Regions from separate parts of the Sus scrofa genome. Here region 1 is linked to region 2. A link is a contact called in public HiChIP or PLAC-seq data. All regions are on one chromosome and are shown on one strand. Each heading gives the region's core, a stretch centred on a gene start, on an enhancer-like site or on the middle of the called end of the contact. The rest is flanking DNA. Distances are from core to core; before and after follow the strand shown. Region 1 holds the start of XPOT (exportin-T). Region 2 holds the start of TMEM5 (transmembrane protein 5).

Region 1 (7,414 bases), core at 1,487-3,986, 430 kb after region 2:
AAAGCTCCGAAATAAGGGCTCTGCCCATAGTTTTGCTGCTGAGTCAAGACAGGAACAGAGGGCTCCCTGCCAGGTCTGTTCTTTGTCTAAAGACTCACGCTTGCATCTTTAATCAGGATTCACTGCTAAGGTTTCCAATAAACACCACTCACACCACTCAAAAAGACTCACTTTTTTAAACCATGCTTTCTACATGTTTAAAAAATACACATAAACTTTTTGTTTTGCTTTTTAAAGAAAACCATTTAAATGTTCTAAATAGCAAAGTAGCTGAAGAACATGGGACTGTTTTATATTGCAACACAAAAATTTTCCCAAGTTCTTAAGAAAATGGAGAGTTAATCATGAAGTTACAGCATGTTGATATCACAAATACTGCAGTACCAAGAAAACTGTAAGGTATTTGCAAAGTTAAAAATTTACATCTGGAACCTATACTTGCTGTACATGCAAGTAAATTATTAAGTATTAAAGTTAACATACCATTTTCAGAACATTCACTCCAAAGTGACAGGTCACCTGGGAGCCTGAACAGTGCATGAGAAAGTTTCACAGTATAAATTGCTCTGTGGATCAATTTCAAAGCACAGCCCTCAGGCTCACCTATACAGGCTGGGGTCCATGCAGAACTAATCGCTTTACATAATAAGAGCCACTTCACAGAACCCAAGTCGGAGACAGTGATAGCCTAATGCATATTCTTAGGCATAGCCAGTTCTACTTACATAATATCAGCCATGTATAACTTAAACTACAGTAGCAGATTTCTTCACTGAGCTCTATAAGCAGGCTTTAGGAAATCCAACTGAACCCTCTCAGACTGTATACAAAATTATATTACATATATATTTTTCTGGGGAGTGAGGCCACAGGTGTCATCAAATTCTCATAGGTGAGCTTAAAAAAAAACCCTAAGAATCATGGCATGGCGATCAGTCACCATTCTTCAGGGGGTGGAGGAATCTAAAAACACTAAAACTGCCAGCAAATTAGCCACATTCAATTTAACAGCCAGAATCCATTTTCATATATACATAATAATATGTAAATTACATAATGTATAATATGTAAATTATAAAACAGCTACGATTTTTATAAATCATATGGATACAAACACAATCTAACAGTTCAAAGGTAGGTATTCTGATGTGGGCTCTGTCACCTACCCACACAACTGCACACCCACAATTTGCCAACCTATACAAAGGGGAATAATAACACTGCAACACTAATTGTAAATTTACGAGAAGTGCCACTGTTAAAAGGGGAGGAAAGATGCACAAGGTGAAACTATTTCGCCAGTTTTGGCCAATAAGTCAAAATACCAAAAAACAAGTTAATCGAAAAACTACAGCAAAGTTAAGATCTCAGAAAGCCCTGCTCCTTGAGTGTTTACTTAAAGCTAGATGTACATAGTCACCTTCAGGCAATATGAGGAAACTGAGGGGGGAGGGGGCGCCTCGAAATGGAATCAGCACTCGATTGTACATTTCTAATTTTATACTGTATATATGTGTCCTTCATTCACACCAGACCCTGTGCCTCTGATATTCAAGGGCCGAAAATAGGCCAAAGAACCAAAACAACTCTAAAAGCTCTGGGATTCATAATATTGGTAATTATAAATAGTAATTTTTGTATGTATAACCCTTGGCCGTCATTTACATTATTTCCTTCTGATCTACTCATACTAATTGGTTCTACTAGTGAAAATCTGCTGAATAAGCTCATCTTATTTCCAGGGGCAAGATTTATCACGGGATGATAAGAATGTTTGCCATTTTCCCTGTAAGGCCCTTCATGCTAGTGTTAGGCATATCTCTTGCCGTTCCTGCCCAGTATTCATTTATTTCTTCATTCATTAAATATTTATTGAAGATCTACAAAGAGGGGTTAGGATTCCACTTACAACTCTCCGGGGACTTAACCTTAAGAGGATAGACAATAGTGTTCATTAACTCTAATTAGGTTGTACTGCCAACTTTTGCTCCCCTGACCGCATTGTCACTGGTTAGAAGAGCGAGGGCACAGAGTTTGTTTAACTTCTCATTTATGGCACCAATCCATGCATGAATAAAATGGATACAGCCATCGGTTTGGAGCACAGCCTTGCAAAGAGCATCCACCCAATCCGCCAATCTATCTGCAGCGGAGGCCGGTGGGCGGGGTTTGTGGAAGCCGAGGGAAGGAAGGGATTCGTGGGAGGAGACCTGGAAGTGCCGAGTTGAGCCTGCGGCTAGGAGTGACAGACACAGGGAACCCAAGCCACTGCCGATCGGGGAATATATTCCCTTTCTTTCCTCCTCAAGGGGCATAGGGGGCGGGGCGGAGGTACCTAGTTTCTGCCCCAGGTAGGTGAGGCTGTGATAGACCTTCTCGGCCGCAGCCAGGTGGGCCAAGGCCGCCAGCAGCGACAGCCAGCTGCCCCCCGCGCTCTTGTTGGCCTCCCGTTCCTTCTCCACATTGTCCTTGGCCTTGTCGTAAGAGAAGATACCCAGGTGAGAGAAGAACGTCTCCAGCACCGCCTGTTCCACCGGGACCGGGGCGGCCAGCGGGATAGACTCCCCCATGCGAACTGCGCTCCAGCTCCACCCACGTGGCTCTCCTCTCCCTCGCACTTCCGGGTTCTCAGGGAACGTGCGCACTAGCGTGCGTGCGCGTGACCGCCGCAAGCGGCGGGTTCGTGAGCGCGCTGCCGCCTGGGCTTTAGAGAGAAACTCTGTTAAGGGCCGAGGCGAGAGAGAGGTGGCCACTCCTCATCTCTTGAGTGACTTCTGCGCTTCGTTCCCGCAGCTCTGATTATTCGGACCCTCAGGCCAGAGCGCGAGGCTGCCAACTCGCTGCTCTGTGGAGCTGACGGCGTTCTGAGGTGAGCTGAGAAGCCCCTCCCTGCAAGACTGCGTCAGTGCCTATGACGTCACGTTTCCGTGACGTCAGTAGTTCTTAACATCTGGCCGGGGCTCCGCAGGCCGGTGATACGCGAAGCGAGAATGCGAGACGCGAGTTTGGAATTGTGCTGGCTTTCACAAAAACAAGTCTGTAGTCCTCATTGTTTTTAATCCAACTCCATTAAGTGGTTTCTAGATTAGAAGCCCCACGTGGGTAAATTTATCCCCTTGTCTGATTTTCATCCAGTCACACGTGGTGGTTAATGTTCGCCTTGGTTCCATTTGTTGTAGTCATCTCGGAGTCGTGCTAACGAAAGGGCTTACAAGCAGAGCTGCTCCTTAAGCTTGGCCATTCTTCCCACACTATTAGGCTTCCTTAAAGAGTTATCATCATGAGGGTTACATTAATGTAACGTCTGTTAAAGGATCTGAATTGATACTTTGTCACTAAGATTAATTACAAATCCCTCTGACGTTTAGGAAACACCGTAAACTCGGCTCATAGATAGGTCCTCTACCTGAAACACTCCCCACCGCTCGCAGAGTTCGCAGTTTTTACCTTTCTCTTTCCTTGTACATGCTTATTTATTTTATGCCGTTTAGTCATGTTGTATTTAATCACATGTATTTGCGTGTTTCTTTTTCCTACTAAGTGGTGAACTCCCTAAAGCAGAATCTAGGGTTCATCCACCTTTGTAATCTTTTCATCATGGCTGACACAATGATGTTTGTTGGACAAATGAAGGAATTGCCTATTTTTTTTTCTTTTTTGTTAAATGAAATCTGTTATGCCATCATTACCTGTTAATGCAAACGCCATAATAGGATTTTAGTGAACATATAGTATACATGTTCCTTGCTGTTAAGAATATAATTAAGATAAACTCTTTTACTGTGATACTGTTGCTGCAATTTTGGCCTCTGTCAGTGCCAAATAGAGACTCGAGACAAGAGTTTTTGGTGAAGGAGAAAAAAAAATAGCTTTTATTGCTTTGCCAGGCAAAGGAGGCCACATCAGGCTAATGCCTTAAAGACTGCCCTCCTTTGGGAAGGGAGTTTTATAGTAAAAATGAGAAAGGTTTTTAGATAGGAATCAGGATTGGGGCAGACACGCATTCTTCTTTCTTAGGGGGAATCTTAGTCATCAAAGCTGGCATCAGGAGATCTCAGCATGATCGTGATGGTGGTCTTCTGAGTTATTGCCTAGAATAACAGTACTTGCAAAAAGGGATATTGATCAGAGATTAGAACAAACACAGGAATTTCCTGAAAAACCGTGTGCCAATAATCTTTAACACACAGACATGCTCAGGGTAGTTGGGTTCAGAGTGCAATTAAGCCAGGGAGAAAGACAAGGAAGGACTCTAAACTCTTCAATTTTAAAGTCTTCATTTCTAAAAGAAGCATAAGGAATATAACTTTTCTCTTAGGTGTGTAAGATGCCTGCATCATTTTATATATATATATGTATATCCCTTGAGACGGAACCAGGATTCTGCCCCAAGGCTGTCCTTTTGTTGCTTGACTCTTCCTCCATTGTCTTTGCATCCCCTTTCTTCCCTGATAAGCAACTGTCTGAACCTGTCCCTTGTAACTCAGGGAAGGCCATGGAGGCTGAATGAGGCCGATTTCCTAAGAACAAGAAATGGGGAACACAGAAAGGCATTTGTGCCCAGGAGCCCCACAGGGCCCTGCTCAGTTTCAATACAAGGCAGAATTTTATATGTTATAAAGGTGGAAAAAGAGGCAGCGATAGTATCTTTTTGGGAGGATCAGGGAGGATTTCTGGAAGAGAATGTGATGGTTCTTGATGAATGAGTAGAAGTCAGCAATCAAAAAAGTTGTAGTACCAGCGCCAAAACCAATACAGAGGAAAAGTGTTATAAAAGTCATAAACATACTCAAATAATATAAGAATTCTGTGGATGGTAAAGGTGGCATCATAAATCAATGCAGAAAGGAAAACTTACTCAATTAACAGTAAAGGAGACGTGATTATGGGGGGGGGGACACTTTTACCCTGTATCCTACAACACAAAATAATTACATGTGTAAAAGCAAAACCCTAAACTCGAGAGAAATACAAGTGAAAATTTAATTGATCTAGAAATAGAGAAGAATCTAATTACAAAAGAATTAAGAATTGGAAAAAATTACAAAGCAAGAGATTGACTTGACTGAGAAAATTTCAAGAAATTGCCAACTTGGGGTGGGGGTGAGGGTGGGAGGATATTTGTAGCATATGTCAAAGGTTTGATGTGCTTAAAATATCAAGATCTAGTAAACACAGAAATGCAGATTAAAAAATTCTATTTTTGACCTATCAGATTTTTTAAAAACTTTTTTTAAAGTGCTGGTAAACATGCAGTGACTCTGTTCTTATACCTTGCAGATGGGAGTATAACTTGGTATGATCTTCCTAGAAAACATTTGGCAATATATATTAAGGTTAAATGAGAGTATATGCTGTGTCTAAAACTCTAGGAGAAAGTAGATGCTTGATAAATATTGGTAATGTTAGCACTGAGAACTATGTCTAGTGACTTATGATGGAGCATGATAATGGGAGAAAAAAGAATGCATACATATATGTGTAAATGGGTCACCATGACATACAGTAGAAAAAAAATTGTATTGGGAAAAAAACAATAAAAAATAATTTAAAAAAAATTTCATAGAATAATGGAAAAAATGTATTAGTAATATTTATTGTTACTATTATCATTGTTTTTATCATTCGCATAATCATACCTTTTAACCAGCAGAACACCTAGAATAATGCTTTGAACTTATCAACTTTAATAATAGTTACTTTACCAGCAAAAACAAGTTTATCCAGGAATAGCCAAAGGAATTGCAATTCAGTTATGGGAACAATGGTGGACAAATCCAGAGAATATGGGAGGGGAGCTTGCTTTTACAGAGAAAAGGGTGGCCTTGGTAGGGGCTGTCATAACTAAAGAGTTCATTGGAGGAAGCTGGGAGTCCAAAGTATGGAGGATTCTCATTGGTTGGGGTGCTGCAGTCTCTGATTGGCTGGGCTGTGGCTGACCAGAAAGATGTTTTTTCCTACCTGTTGGGTATTAAAGTAGGCAGTACCTTCCTGTGGGAGAGATGTGGGGGATGTCTCTTCCAGTTTGGAGTAATTGATGATGCAGAGCTGTGAGACTCTCCCTGCAGACACATCCTGACTCTGATTTTATTTATTTGTTTTAAAATTTTTACTGAAATATAGTTGATTTAAAATATTGTGTTACCTTCAGGTGTACAGCAAATTGATTCAGTTGAAAAAATATATATATATATTCTTTTTTTACATTCTCTTCTATTATAGGTTATTACAAGATATTGAATCTATGCAGTAGGTCCTTGTTGATTATCTATTTTATATATACTAGTGTACATATTTTAATACCAAGTTCCTAATTTATCCCTCCCCCCCTTCTCCTTTGGTAACCCTAAGTTTGTTTTTTATCTGACTCTGATTTTAGCTGAGGCTTCTTTAATTCCACAAGCTTAATAGATGTTTGCTAAATATTTGATTGGCTGATAACCTTGTCTCAAGAATTTTATAGGAAAAGATTTTTTTTTTTTAAGGGCCACACCCACGGCATGTGGAGGCTCCCTGGCTAGGGTTGAATCGGAGCTACAGTTGCAGGCTTACACCACAGCCACAGTAATGCAGGATCCAAACCATGTCTGCAACCTATACCACAGCTCACAGCAACACCAGATCCCTGACCCACTGAGCAAACCAGGGATTGAACCCTCTACCTCATGGTTACTAGTCAGATTCGTTTCCACTGAGCCACAATGGGAACTCCAGGAAGAGATGTTGAGTTAATGACATGACGAGCTGGTAAAACATTCATGTTACAAAGGTGCAAGTTACTTAAATGGATGGTCGTCTGGTTCGGCCCATAAGAAGGACGCTTTGAACAGTAGCAATAAATTTTTGGCATTGATGATATTTTGGCAATCTATTGCTGCATATTAAATAACCCCAAAATTGAGTGGCTTAAAAACAATAAAAATCATGTGTTCTCTCACACAGTTACATGAGTCAGGAATTCAAGAGTGGCTCAATTGGCATTTCTGTTTCAGTGTTTCAGAAGGTGGCAGTCGATGTTGGCTAGGCCTGTCGTCATCTGAAGACTTGTTTGAAACTGGAGAATCTGTTTTCAAGGTGGCTTCCTTACATGTTCAGCAGGTTGGCACAGGCTTTTGGCCACATGGGCCTCTCCACAGGATGGCTTGAATGTCCTCTTCACAGCATGGCCCCTGGCTTATCCTGGAGCAAGTGATCAATCTGATGGACCAAAGCAGAAGCTGCGGTGCTTTTTTATGATGTAGTCTTGGAAGTCACACATACCCTGGCCATATTCACGGCCATCCTTTTTTTTTTTTTTTTTTAAATTATAGTTGACTTAAAATGTTGTGCCAGTTTTCTGCTATATAGCAAATTGACCCATCCATATATGTTTATATATCTGTATCTATATATAGATATAGATATCCATATCTAT
Region 2 (7,164 bases), core at 2,058-4,557:
CTGACAAGAAGTCAATCAGCAAATATTTGCTGTGTTCCTAAAATATGTCAGATCCTGTGCTAGGCACCAGAGACACTGTGAAAAGTGAGTCTGTAGAGTGATGGAAGGCTACTGATGCATTATCATCTACAGACACAAATTAAACGTATACGATCTTTTTCTCTATCTCTTTTTTTTAAGGCTGCACCTGAGGTACATGGAAGTTCCTGGGCTAGGGATGAAATCAGAGCTGCAGTCGCTGGCCTACACCACAGCCACAGCAACACTGGATCTGAGCCACTCTGCAACCTATGCCTCAGCTTGTAGCAACACCTGATCCTCAACCCACTGAGCAAGGCCAGGGATGGAACCCACATCCTCAGCTAGTTGGGTTCGTTTCTGCTGAGCCATGATGGGAACTCTAAGCATGTATGATCTTTAAGGTGATGCACTAAAGGTTAGTGACTGAAGGTAGTGTACTCTGGGCTGCCCCAGTCTCATCTAATCCTAATAACCATTTCATCTTTTGCCTAAATTACAGGACTTTTTCATATCCTGTGATAAACCAAAATGGAAAAGAACACTTAAAAAAGAATGTTTATGCATAACTGAATCACTTTGCTGTACCGCATAAATTAACACAATGTTATAAATCAACTATACTTCAATAAAAATGTGTCAAAAAAAAGATTTACAGGACAAAAAAGTCAATAAGGCCAATCATCCTCCACTAAAAAAAATGGCTCTCCCTTTCATCTTTTCCTTATATATTTATAGTATCACCATCCTCTCTACCATGGAGTTCTGAGTCCTTTCTACTGCCCAGAGCTGATTACTTCCTCAGTACTGTCTTAGCTGATTCTAAATAGAGGCATCTTCAAATTCACAATTATCATCAGAGTTTATTTCCATTTTTAAATGTTTCATTTTCTGTTTAAAATATCACTCTAAAGACTCTTTTCCTTCTTCTTTTTAGGGACGCACCTGCAACATATGGAGGTTCCCAGGCTAGGGATCAAATTGGAGCTGTAGCCACTGGCCTAGGCCACAGCCACAGCAATGCCAGATCCAAGCCACATCTGCAACCTACACCACAGCTCATGGCAATGCTAGACCCTTAACCCACCAATCGAGGCCAGGGATTGAACTAGTGTCCTCATAGATACTAGTGAGATTCGTTTCTCCTGAGCACGACAGGAGCTCCCCTCTAAAGACTCTTAACAACAACAACAACAAAAGCCAAATCTGAAATATTTTATTGGGCAAAGGAGGTAAGTGGAAGCAAAAGAAAAAATGATTTCCCAAAAAACATAAAAACCATGAGGTAGGCATTGTTAACCCCATTTTATAGAAAGAGATAAGGTGCCAAGCAACCTGATTTAGTTTTGTATAGCTAATAAACAGTAAAGCTACAACTAGGCTAAAAATAATATCCACAGGGAAGTTTTTAAAAAGACACTTTTTTTTTTCCTAGGAGAAGACTAAAAATGAGAATCTGTAGGCAAAGGGAGGCTTCAGATAGTAACCATTGTCTCGTTTTTAATAAGAAAATATCTTGGTGCCTGCTCGGACAGCACATATACTAAAATTTGAACGATACAGAGATTAGCATGGCCCCTGCACTAGGATGACGCGCAAATTCGTGAAGTGTTCCATATTTTCATCACTTATATGTGGAATCTAAAATACAACACAAATCAACATATCTACAAAACAAAAACAGACTCACAGATATAGAAAACAGACCTGTAGTAGGGAGGAAAAAAGTGGGAGTTTGAGATTAGCAGAAGCAAACTATTATACATAGTACAGATAAAGTTCTACTATATAGCAAAGGAAACTATAGTCAATATCCTGTGATAAAACATAATGGAAAGTAATATGAAAAATAATATATATGTATAACTGAGTCACTTTGCTGTACATCAAAAATTACAAACCATTATAAATCAATTATACTTCGATAAAATTTTAAAAAATATCTTGGTTAGATATGTATAATTATTTCACTTAATGTCCTCAAAAAACTTTGGAAACTTCTTATAATCTGCTTTCACAAACTTACTGCCTTGTTTTAATATCCTCAACTGTGGTACAGTTTTATCCTTTGATGACAGATTTAATTTGGAGGAACAACCATGCCGTACTTGGAGTCAAATTGGAAAATGGATAATTAAGATGTATGATTAAACTCAAGCTTTTTATTATTAGTATATGATATTTTTAAGCAAAAAAAAAATGAATAAAAACAGGTTGAGGGGCCAGAACACAGCTCCTCTAATAGCAATGATGCAGAGCAGAGAACAGACGCAGGATTTCCAGTCCCAGCTCAGCCACTAACAAAGTATATGATTTGAGTCATCACCTCACCTCTCTGAACCTTCATTTCCTTCCAGTCTTAAAATTCTCCTTATCAGATTATCTAGATGTCATTTTAAAAGACAGAGTCCTGACTCTAAGAGCATTAAATTCAGAAAAAGTAAGTTTTTGCTAATTGATGTGTTGGAAATTTTATCCAGAAACGTTAAGACAAAGTAGAGTAATACTGGAGTAGCGTTAAATCTATCAGGATACAGCAACTTGTGGCTCTAACAGTCAACTCCACACTTATATCCCATAAATTTTCTAGCTACCAAGGCTGCCAGACAAATTGAACAGCAATACCAGAAACAGCCAACTGGTGGGGGTGGGGGGTGGGGGGAAGAGCCCAATTTCACAAGGGTTAACATAGAAAATTGATAGACACCATTCAATTTTACAGCCTCTGACAAAAGACTGCATGGCTTGTGCACTGAAGTCACATCATAGCAATAAAACTTAATTTAAAAAGTATTTTGATTTTGGGAAGGTATAGATAATATGATATTTGCTACTCTAACCATTTCTAAGTGTACCATTAAATGAGAATTACATTCACAATGTTGTGCCATTACCCACCTCTTAATTTCTTTAATGGGTTTCTATGTTCATTCACCTGTCAATGCAGCAGACTAGGAATCACATGTTGATCAAAAACTGCAGTGATCCATGCCCTCGTGTGGCCTTCATGAAAAAAGGTGCTGTTTGGGGTTTTTTCCTTTGAGATCAGGTAACAGTGAAGGCATTCTGTACATAGGAAGTTGGGTAGCGTTGAAAGGGTTCCTGGATACCCTTGCAGAGGTCTGGGAGCAGCGATGGGAAGGTGTGGTCTTTCAATGCCCAAGTCTTGAGTCTGTGTCAAGGAGGACCTCAGCGCTCCCGAAGGGGCGGGGCCTAGGGTAGGGAGGAGCCGCAGAGAGGCTTGGGCGGGGCCAGGGGCGGGGCCTGAACCGGGCGAGGGCGGGGCAGAGGAGCGGCGGGCCGGGCCGTTTCTGGTGACGCCCGCCGGCGCCTGGGCCTGCACCGGACGCCGCCAGGGCCGCGGCGCGGAGCGTCCGCTTCAGCTCCGGCCCATCTCCACGGTGGCCTGACGGGAAGCCTCAGTGGGATGCGGCTGACGCGGAAGCGTCTGTGCTCGTTTCTCATCGCCCTGTACTGCCTCTTTTCCCTCTACGCCGCCTACCACGTCTTCTTCGGGGGCCGCCGCCGGACGCCGGCTCCGTCTCTGCGGGGCCTCAGGAAGGGGGCTGTCCCGGCGCGGGAGAGGCGCGGCCGAGGTAGGACACCGGGCAGTGGCCTCCCTCCTCGGCTGCGCGCCCGGACGCGGACGCGCGGCTGCCGGGCGGTGGGGGCCGGGCTAGCAGAGCCGCGTGGCCATCCGACCTGCTCTCTGTCCGGCACTAACCCCCAGGCCCCGGGGTACGCTTTTCCTCGCTCAACTCCAGGTAGCCGGCCCTGGCCTCGGGATTCGGCCCTTGCCCAGATCTAACATGCCCCTCCCACTGGGCTGACAGGTGCGGTCACCTTTAAAACACATCTTAAAAATCAAAGGCGCGCTCACAAAATGTCAGAGGTTGGCGAGAATGCCGCTGGCTTAAAGACATCTGTTTCCATATTGAAACAAAGAGCCTTCTCTAACCCTGCCTTGACTTCAGAAGGCCAGAGAGCTTTATCTCCAAGTTCTTATCCCCTGTTTTGCATTTTGACCTATGGCAGGAGCGGACTCAGGCTTATTTCTCCCTTCTTTCAGAATTTTGCACATACACATCTAAAACTGTTGGACACATAACATGTTCAAGTTAGGCTTTTGTATATAGCTTGCGTTACATATATACAATCTATAAAGAATTGGCACAAGTTAAACTTGTAACTCGCTACACATTACCGTACTCAGTTATCTTATAAGACTTAGAATTTCCTGCCTCGTGTTAATGTTTTATTTCAAGCTCTTTCAGAGTAAAGATTCAGTCAAAATTAAATTCTTATTTCCTTTTTTATTTTGTGTTTAACTTCAAATTCTGTTGCTTTATCTCTGAAAAATCGAAGTTAGGATGTAATTAAACTCCTTAACATCTAATTTAAATAGCTTGAATTTATAGCTGCAGCTGTACCTTGTTGATAACAATTGTTACTCTTTTTGTAGCAGAGCAATCTACTTTGAGAAGTGAAGAATGGAATCCTTGGGAAGGAGATGAAAAAAATGAGCAACAGCAGAGACTTAAAACTAGCCTTCAAATATTAAATAAGTCCACAAAGGGGAAAACAGACTTCCATGTACAAATCTGGGGCAAAGCTGCCATTGGTAAGTTAATGTTTAACACTAAGACTATAAAAAGCACTTTATTAGTATTAAATTCATCTTATTTTAATACATTTATAATTTATTTCATCATCTAAGACATCATGATGCATTTTTTCACTTTTTCTCAATATCCCATTTCCCTTTTCTGTTAAGACAATATCTGTATAAATACAATGCACACATGCACACATATATTCTGTTGTTGGTCTTTAGCAGAGTACAGCTTTATTTGTACATATAAAGAGTGGGTTGTGTAAGTATCATTATGTTAAAATGCCTATGTCAACTGGGTTTTCATGAAACTATGTATTTATTACACACTTAATGCACCAGTATAAGCTATGGCCCCCGCCCTTAATGGCCAAACACATTTGGAAAACATTGAACTGGACAAAGTTAAACAAAGTTCTTTATTTCAGGCCTTTGTCAGAGCCTTTAATATGCCAATGTTCATTGTGAATGTATGAGAAGGGCAGATAGTAAGTAGTTGATTGAACTTGAATGCCCTTAAAAGCATTTTTGCTCTGAGTATCATGAGAGTCTAGTGTTCAATGTATGTAATATGCTCAATTAGAGAATGGAATCCTCAGTGGCAGAAGAGTCAGAAAGAATTTAATGAATTAGAAGGGGCTTTATTTGGCCATTAAACTTGAGTTGGATTTATGGACAGTAAGAGATATGGATTGAAAGTACCAGGTGAAAGGAAACAATAGTAATGCCTGACCTGTGATGTTTCATAAATTCATGGACACCTACATACATATATACAGTCTTGAAGATCACTGCTGATCTGTAAGCTTCCAGTAACTAGACCCAGGCATCCAGTCATCAAGTTCTAGCAACATTTTTCTCTATAAAATCTCTAATATTAATTTCCTTTAAGTTTCCATTTCCCCACTCTAGTTTTTGATTAAATTACTTCTGAACAGGTTTCATGTTTCCAGACTTTTCTCATTTCAAGCCAGTAGGCACAAATGGCCAAATGAGTTTTATCAAACACTGCATTCATCAGCCTATTCTCTAGGCACAGTCATAGTATACCAGTTATGGAACTTCCCATACAAGATGGGAGAAAATGAAAGGAAAATGGAGTTACAGGTTTAAGTGGTTTTGAAGTCCAACCAGGCAAAATCCATTAGGTTTCAAGGGCTGTGTCTCAAAGCTTTACTTCTGGACTTTAAGCTCCACCCTTGGAGTAATCTTTCCATTTTCATGAAGGGTAGCATGTATTTGCAACTCGGTAGTTTTATCAGCCCATTTCCTGCCATTAGGATTTGGGGAGTCCAATAAGCTTATTTCATTTCAACCTCTCTCCCTTTTAGTCCAAGCTGGCAGTGTTTCTGCTAATATAATATTCTTGAGAACCTCATGGGTCTCCTGAGTATGTCACAAAGATTCACTTTACTAGACAAGAGTTCCTTCACAGGTCTTTCCTCCATAATCCCCTGTCTGTCTCCAGTTTCTACTAAGATGGCTAAGAAGATCCGTAAATAAACATCTAATATCTTCAAAAAGCCTTCTCTATGATTGAATATTCTGACCAGGCATTAGTAAAAGGATGTCCACTACATCCTTAGCCTTCTCTCCAGAGCATACTTTTTTGACCGTGAAGCTCCTAATTTTTCACCTCTTTTGCAACCTGAACAGGCTGAGAATTTTCCCAGAACATCAAGTCCTGCCTGGTTCCTTTTCCTTAATGTTTTTTTTCCTTAGTTCCCTCTCTTTTCAACTCTTATTTTAGTGTAATCAGCAAAAAGAAACCAGGCCACAACTTCAACACTTTGCTTAGAAATCTCTTCAGCTAACCATCCAAGTTTATTATTTATAGGTTCTTCTTTCCACATAACTGTGGGACACAATTCAGCTAAATTTTCTTCTGCTATATAGCAAGGATCCCCTTTAGTCTAGTCTCTAGTAACATGTTCCTCATTTCCTTCTGAGCCCTCACCAATAGCATTTTTAGTGTGCATATTTCTACTAACAATAGGTTTATAATGACTTCAGTATGCTCTAAGATGATGTAGGGTTTTTTTCCTACTCTTCTCCTTACTTTCTTCTGAGTTCTCACTAGCTGAATTATTAACATCCATTTTTCTACCTACATTGTTAAAGGCAATCTAATCTAGGCACTCTTTTTGTTTTGGTCTTTTTAGGGCTGCACCCATGGCATATGGAAGTTCCCAGGCTAGGGGTCGAATTGTCCTCAGCCACAGCAACTCGGGATCCGAGCTGCATCTGCGACCTACCCCACAGTTCACAGCAACACCAGATCCTTAACCCACTGAGCAAGGCCAGGGATTGAACCCCCATTCTCATGGACACTATTCAGGTTCGTTACTGCTGAGCCACAATGGGAACTCCTAATCTAGGCATTTTTTAATCACGCTTCTCAGAATTCTTCCAGCCTTTCCCCATTACCCAGTTTCAAAGCCACCTCCAGCTTTTTACGTATTTGTTACAGCAGCACCCCATTTCTAGGTACTATAATCTATAACTACATAGTCATAGTTTCCTTTAGTTGCCAT

Evidence for each region. HiChIP or PLAC-seq counts read pairs in DNA pulled down with a chosen protein or histone mark.
Region 1: an H3K27ac HiChIP or PLAC-seq map of skeletal muscle shows a contact between it and region 2, with 8 times the contacts expected there. The contact joins the promoter of XPOT here to the promoter of TMEM5 in region 2. A contact is called at or near these places in 2 of 5 promoter capture datasets (fetal liver and liver) and 2 of 2 datasets of contacts at active chromatin or transcription factors (alveolar macrophages and skeletal muscle).

What each region holds. Positions count from the first base shown.
Region 1 is chr5:28,676,235-28,683,648 of Sscrofa11.1, forward strand. XPOT (exportin-T) reads left to right here and starts at 2,737. Exons shown (of 29, transcript XM_021091942.1): 1 at 2,737-2,869. It overlaps C5H12orf66 (UPF0536 protein C12orf66 homolog), which reads right to left and starts at 2,861. Exons shown (of 3, transcript XM_003126348.4): 1 at 2,336-2,861. The coding sequence starts at 2,570.
Region 2 is chr5:28,244,102-28,251,265 of Sscrofa11.1, forward strand. It overlaps TMEM5 (transmembrane protein 5), which reads left to right and starts at 3,308. Exons shown (of 6, transcript XM_005663949.3): 1 at 3,308-3,614; 2 at 4,484-4,639. The coding sequence starts at 3,446.